Linked DNA regions of Danio rerio: region 1 is linked to region 2. A link is a contact called in public Hi-C data. All regions are on one chromosome and are shown on one strand. Each heading gives the region's core, a stretch centred on a gene start, on an enhancer-like site or on the middle of the called end of the contact. The rest is flanking DNA. Distances are from core to core; before and after follow the strand shown.

Region 1 (3,659 bases), core at 266-2,765, 260 kb after region 2:
GCCTTGTACAGCTCCGTCTTCTTTCCTTGTCTTTGGTTAGGCAGAACCTCGGTTTTTAGCACTACATAGTTTTGAATCTGGTAATCATGGAACATTATTTCTTGCACATCACCACACAGAACAATAATATAGGCATCCAAAAACTTGTAGGCTTTTAACTTCTCTCTTGTCAAAACACCTGTAGTTTCAATGAGTTTCAATGAGATAGTTGTATATTTGGGGCTGGATGCTTGGCCATTTCATATCCAGTATCCATTGGGAGGGTGCTAACGCAATTGGACCTGTCAGACGAACGCCGCTCACTTTAATGTTAATTTTGCCAAATCACTGTGCTTATATCACTGAGTGACAAGCTGTTATAACACACTGAAAGCATTATGTCAATAATATATATAATATGTAATCAATATAACTTAATTCTAATGCAACAACAAACTCTGTACCACAGCGGATGTCATTCCTTTGCTGTAAATGCTAGTGCTCCCGGGTTTTTTTCTGCAACCTCGCTGCGTGCGTATCCTGAATGTTTTTAAACTGGTAATTTGTCTGTAGTAAACAACAGAGTTTTTGAGCCATATACTGTTGTAAAGTGTATTATACTATATCTATAGTCATTCATTCATTCATTTTCCTTCGGATTAGTCCCTTTATTCATCAGGGGTCTCCACAGTGGAATGAAATGCCAACTAATCCAGCATGTTTTACACAGCGGATGCCCTTCCAGCCACAACCCAGTCCTGGGAAACATCCATACACACTCATTCACACACACACACACACACACACACACACACTCACACTATGGCCAATTTAGCTTATTCAATGCATATATGTATATAGGATATGATTGAATGATAGTTATAACAATAAAATAATTTTAAAAATGTAAAGGAGATCAGTCCATACTACAACTATAATGATAACATGATAATTCGTTTCTCCAGCTGATGAACATTAGTACAAACACTGCCAAACAATCAGAATCAATCCTGCTTTAATACGTTTGGGGGGGTGGGGGGAGTGGGGGGGGGGAATGGAGCAGCAATTATTATTGTATTATAGTTATTTGTTATTGCTCCTGGGTGTCACTCACTGCAGTAAGACCTGGATTTAGCCTTAACTACACCAGTTTTAAAACTTACTGTTACATGCAATGCACTTTATTTTGTTTTTCACCTACGTTTTTATTGGAGTAAACAGTATATTTAAAGCACAAAGTTTCCAGTACATTGGCACATTATGCATTTGTACATTTTATCCATTCTAGCAAGCAATTTATGAGTCGTTTTACCTTTAAAATAATTTTAGGAGGAGCTCTGCAGTTATAGGCGTGTTACGTTCTGCACAGACAAGCTCCGCCCTTGATCTGTTCGTTCTGGGCTATGATTGGTCAGAGCTGGTTATCCGCAATCAGTGATTGGACAGTTGAGAAGTCAATCATGTAGTTGTAGAAACAACAGCAAACAGAGAAAATAAATTAGCATGCGACAAAAACGCCCACTTTAGTTTTCCTGAAAGAGGCGTTTCTTAAATGACAGCACTGACATAACGAACAAGATCAGCTGGATACATAACTTGAGCCTAAGCGTTGGGTCTTGTTGCAAATCTCCGTTTCAACGTAGAACTGACCGAGAGCTTTTCTAGTGGTCGATATGTCCGATGCTGTAAGAAATGTGGCGATATTTGGCTGCACGGGAATGACGGGGTTAGCGACCTTACCTATCGCAGTGGCCTCAGGTAAACTCTTACACAATGTCTTAGGGGAATGAGATGTTTTTTAACGTGTTCTTACTGCAACTTCATGCACTGTTTCGCTTTGATAGACGAGAATTGAATGTTTTAAATTCATTGAAATCGGTTTTGTATTTGCACATTCGTTCATTGACAACACACATATTCCTATATTGTTTATCAAACTAACGTTACTTAAATATTCGGAATGAAATCGCATGTAAATATGACTTACAGATAACATTGGCACTATTTAGTTGACTGTAAACAATGTTGTAACGTTACTTTGAAAGTCATTGGCTTCAATATGATTTTTGACTGCTTGTAGCTTAGTCTAATAATACTAAAGTAACTTACAGTATATATATATATATATATATATATATATATATATATATATATATATATATAATAGACGATGCTAATATGATTTGCCTGTTTAGAATGAGCAAATACTTTTCTGAAATAAGGTTATATTATTAAGGAGAAAAACCGAATGTGAATCAAGTTTAATGTGTAAATTACCTCAATTAAAAAAAATAATTAATCCAGATTTAACATAGTCTTAATCAATTTCTCAATAATACTAAAGAATCTTACAGTATAAACTGGCGTGTTTTGAACTATAGTGAAGTGTTTCATGGTTCTCAAACTGTGGTACGTGTACCACTAGTGGTACGGAGGAATCAAAAATGTCATACTGTATGTACATACATATATTTAAAAATGATTATGTATGATGAAATGTAGCCTATATTTCCAGGTGTTGATACTTTACATTTAAGTACAGGAGTTTTTTTTAAACTTTAAGAACAGTAACCTGTCATTATTAACTTTTAAAAGCACATTTTAATTTTAATGTTGACATTTTTTTTTTACGTATAAGCACAGTACAGGGTTAATGTTCAAACAATTTGTAATGTTTAAAGTGGCTGACAATAATACTCTCGATAATAAATATTAATTGCCTCATTTTTAAACTGTACAGAACTGTAGCTGTTACACTGGGCCCACTATGCTACAGTATTTCAATACTGCTTATTATGGTGGAACTTGGAGAAAATCTTTAAGGAACCACTGCTGTATAGTATCTACAAGCCTTTGGTAATGAATGTTGCATACAGTACTACTGTAGTATATTGAGATAAAGTTTTATATTCACACATTCAGACTTTTTCTTAATAACATAATTTCACAAAAATATTCTTGTCTGAGGTAAACTCTTACACAATATCTTTATGGACTGAGTTTTTTTTTTTTTTCTTAAACTGTTAATGCAATGTGACGAGAATCAAATCTTTCAAGTTTATTGAAGTTTTATTTGCACATTTGTTTATTGACAACATGTGACACGGTCCCTATATTGTTTATCAATCTACTTTTAATATTCAGTCTGAAATCGCATATAAATATGACTTTAAAAGAACGTTTGCACTATTTATTTGACTTTTAATGATCTTGTACTTTGATAGTTATAAGGTGCTAACATGATTTTCCTATTTAGAGTTTGCAAAGAATACTTTTAATTAGGCTATATTATTAAGGAGAAAGACCGAATGTGAATCAACCTTACCTCAATTTCAAAATCAATCAGTCTTAATCAGCAGCTTAATAATACTAAAGTAACTTGCAGTATATACTAGCGTGTTTTGAACCACGCTATAGTGAAGTGCAGGGGCAGGTTTAGTTTGCCCTTAGCAAGGCCCAACAGTCCTAAAATGCACCCTTTCTACTTTTATTTCATATACATTTATTTAGCTGTTGTTTTATATCACTCAAACTTATTTTCTAAGTTTAATCTTAATGCAGTCTCTACATTTTAAATGATTAATTTTCTTAAAATGAAATTATAACGTTGAATTTAATCAATTTGACTTCTGGACTGCTTTATGAGTGGGGTTGGTGGACAAATTTGTGCATTTTATTTT
Region 2 (3,788 bases), core at 909-3,408:
GGTGGACGGGTCCAAGCAGATCATTGGTGGCCTTTCTGACAAGCACAGTGGAAGACAGGTTCACTTTTAAAGGTAATAAAAGACATCAGAGAGCACTTTGAGGTTTCCTACCCTGGATTTCTCCTTCTTGCGTAAGAGGTTTTATGACAGACACTCATCGCCAAGTGGAATAGTTTCTCTAAGTTATAGAATCATGGCTTTTGTTGACTTGAAGCTTAAACACTGCACGGCCAACAATAAATAGGGTTGTTTTCTACCCTCTTTTAACACTGTGTACTTTACTGAGTAAATGTGTTACTGATCCTGTCAGCTTGTGCTCTGATATGTGTTTCAGCCACGTGACCCATTCAGGACATTGCTAGACATTTATAATGGTTTTGAAATTGCTACAATAAATTTAATAACTGAAATTTCGATTTAATTATTTCTAATATGCTTTTACAATGACAGCATTTGTGGTTACTAATGGTTTACCAATTACGAATGTCGTTGTTTAGAAAAGCGTTAACAGTGAAATTACCATGTAATATGAACAAAATGTTTTGTGATTATTGTGGGCTATGCAATGAATACTTTTAAGCAAACTGTACTTTGCAAGTCGGACTTGGAGTATCAGAAAATGCTTACATTCACTTCAGTTATTTAATAAAAAGGGTTTCTTGCCTTTTCTCTCAGAGACGAAATGGGCTGTGAAGTCTCATCTGTTAGTCTTTGTCATTGTTTGTTCATATGCTCATACTTCAGTCTTCGTTATCTTTACAACCACAATTTGATTTTGAAGTGCAAGCTTCTGTTGTTTAATAAAATATAAGTTCACGCCAATTGTGAATGGGCGGTGCTATTTGGCGACAGAAGCATTTGGGATTTCCAGGAATTGCCTGAAAAAAAAAAAAAAAAATATATATATATATATATATATAGATAGATAGATAGATAGATAGATAGATAGATAGATAGACAGATGTGAGTGTGTGTGTGTGTGTATATATATATCAGCAGCAGCCAGCATGTGGCGGAGACCAAGATCCTTGATTTATATATATATATATATATATATATACACCTGCCAGATCACAAACTCACATCTGTAAACATTTAAAAACATTTAAAATTCATTTACCAATCAATTCAGATATGACATTAAGCCAAAACGAGCCAAGTTTATCTGAGTATATATTCATTCATTCATTTTCTTGTCGGCTTAGTCCCTTTATTAATCCGGGGTCGCCACAGCGGAATGAACCGCCAACTTATCCAGCACGTTTTTACGCAGCGGATGCCCATCCAGCCGCAACCCATCTCTGGAAAACATTCACACACACTCGTACACTACGGACAATCTAGCTTACTCATATCACCTGTACCGCATGTCTTTAGTTTGGAATGTGGAGGAAACCGGAGCAACCGGAGGAAACCCACGCAAATGCAGGGAGAACATGCAAACTCCACACAGAAACGCCGAGGCTCGAACCAGCGACCCAGGTTAAAGGCAGTTCCCGGTACTGGTGAGGTGTACCTAATAAAGTGGCCGGTGAGTGTATATAATCACTTACAATACACACATTGATATATAATAATATAATATCGTAATTACATATTATTTCCTGTTTTTATTATTTTAGAGGTGAAATATAACCGAGACCACGAGATTCAGCCCACTGAGCGCATGCATGTCAAACTGGTTAAAAAGTAATTTGGATAAAAATTAGCTCGTGCACCTCCAGAGGTCACCAGAGTTGAGCCGCTGTACAGTAACAGTTTCATCCTCTAGAGGGCGTCATCTGCGCACCAATCATAAATCAACAGCCTTTGACAGACCTCCTCAGGTAAATTCCAGAAACGACACCCAGGTGCAGACCTGTCAGATCACAAGCTCACATCTGTAAACATTCAAAGACATTAAAACTAATTTACCAATCAATTCAGACATGACATTAGGCCAAAACGAGCCAAGTTTATCTGAGTCGTGATTAATATGCAAGCATGGCTTCATTTAAGGTCTCCTTGCGTAACTGAGAAGCGCATTTCTCCCCTCTAGACGTCAAACAACGAAATGAATCCCATCCAAAGAGCAGTATAATATGCCATAATAATAACTCGTCCTGTAGAGGGAGCGCAGTGGTGAATCGATAGGAGGGGCGATCTCACATCGGCCGGCAGTTGTTTCCAAAGGACACAGAAGAGAGGAGAAAGCAACAGTATTCACAGGGAGGGCAGACAACACCGACCTGTGCGATTATTACGCTTCATTTTTTTGGAAGAAAAACGCAGAGGATTATCTGTAATACTTGTTTACTATCAGACACGTACTTACGACAGCAAGGATACTGTGTTTTGGGGTGTTATTGTCGCTGTCTGAAGGGAGAGCGCAGAGCTTGAGTGGCGTTCTCCGGCGTTCAGCGGTGGAAGTGGGAAGCGCACGCCGCTGTTGAGCTGATGCGCGCGGCCTGTCCCTCAGCAGCGGCCCGCCATGGCGGAGACCAAGATCATCTATCACCTCGACGAGCAGGAGACTCCCTACCTCATCAAACTGCCCATTCCCGCTGAAAACGTCACTCTAGCCGACTTCAAAAATGTCCTTAATAAACCCAACTACAAATTCTTCTTCAAATCCATGGACGATGATTTCGGGTAAGGCACGTTAAAAGACAATAAACCCCTTTGTATCTGTATCGTCCGTTGTTCCTGTCAGTTGAGTGTCGTCCCTCAGTCTGAACACTTTTAACGGCTCTGTTTTGGTTTTATAGCGTTTTACATGGAAACCCGTCGGTTTCTCTCACACAACATCAGCTTTAATGTGTGTATTGTTACCAGGTCATTGTAAAAGCTAGCCTGACAAACGTGACCCTTGATCACAAAGCCAGTCATAACTGTCAGTCAGTTTATCGGACATTGAGATTTATGAGTCTTATGAAAATTTAATAAATAAAGATGTCCATTGACTTATTATGATAGGACAATGTGTGGCTGAGATACAACTATTTGGAATCTGAGGGTAAAAATAATACATTTTCCAGATTAAAGGGCTGGCATTACATGTTTATAATTAAAAATAGTCACGATTTTATATTTTCCCGTATGATATTTGCGATATTGCTTTGTGGAAGATGATTTTTACTTTCTATATAAGTGTATTCAATTCAATTTAAGTGTTTTTTACAATAGTCACTGTTTCAAAGTAACTTAAGGTGCACATTATTGCAATACAATCCAATTAAGTTAAAGTTACAAGTCAATGCTCAACAATAAGGACTGCTCGATGGCCCGGGGCCAGCGTGTGAGATGCTCGGGACAGTAGACAGGATTGTTACTTGCCCGATCGGGCCACTGCTGCCTTGTCACTAAAGTTTAATTTGCCTGTGACTATTTGTCAATACAAATACAGTCTTTGAATTGAGAAACAGTTTGTGTTTTCAAGCCTTCAAATAATACCTTCTTGGTTCTTCTTATCTGATTGGATGTTGTGAGCATGTTATTAGTACAGGAAGAGACAGCAACATGGCGGTAACATCAAATGATGATGCTAAAGGAAAACATTTGTGCCTAAGGTCTTGAAAGCAGACAAATACGAGGGTACATAACGACTAAAAAAACAAGTGAGTAAAAATAAGTAAAATTTGCCATCAGTTTGGCAGGTCCTTAGCCATCTTTTGTTTCAAAACACTTTCAATTTTGCTCAATAGAAATTTATTAAAAATTTTTAAATATTTAAATTCTGGATTTACAAACATTTTGACACTTTTTTTTTTTTTTTGGTGGAGCCAAAAATGGCATGGCAAGTAAAAATC

Evidence for each region. Hi-C and Micro-C count contacts between places; a contact is called where the count stands out from the background.
Region 1: a Hi-C map of embryo shows a contact between it and region 2, with 2.3 times the contacts expected there. The contact joins the promoter of blvrb here to the promoter of dvl3b in region 2. A contact is called at or near these places in 1 of 18 Hi-C or Micro-C datasets (embryo) and 1 of 4 datasets of contacts at active chromatin or transcription factors (embryo).

Annotation. Positions count from the first base shown.
Region 1 is chr18:49,151,545-49,155,203 of GRCz12tu, forward strand. It overlaps blvrb (biliverdin reductase B), which reads left to right and starts at 1,516. Exons shown (of 5, transcript NM_001002686.2): 1 at 1,516-1,737. The coding sequence starts at 1,653.
Region 2 is chr18:48,886,413-48,890,200 of GRCz12tu, forward strand. It overlaps dvl3b (dishevelled segment polarity protein 3b), which reads left to right and starts at 2,159. Exons shown (of 15, transcript XM_068214968.2): 1 at 2,159-2,631. The coding sequence starts at 2,471. rnpepl1 (arginyl aminopeptidase like 1) reads left to right here. Exons shown (of 11, transcript NM_001348188.1): 11 at 1-869.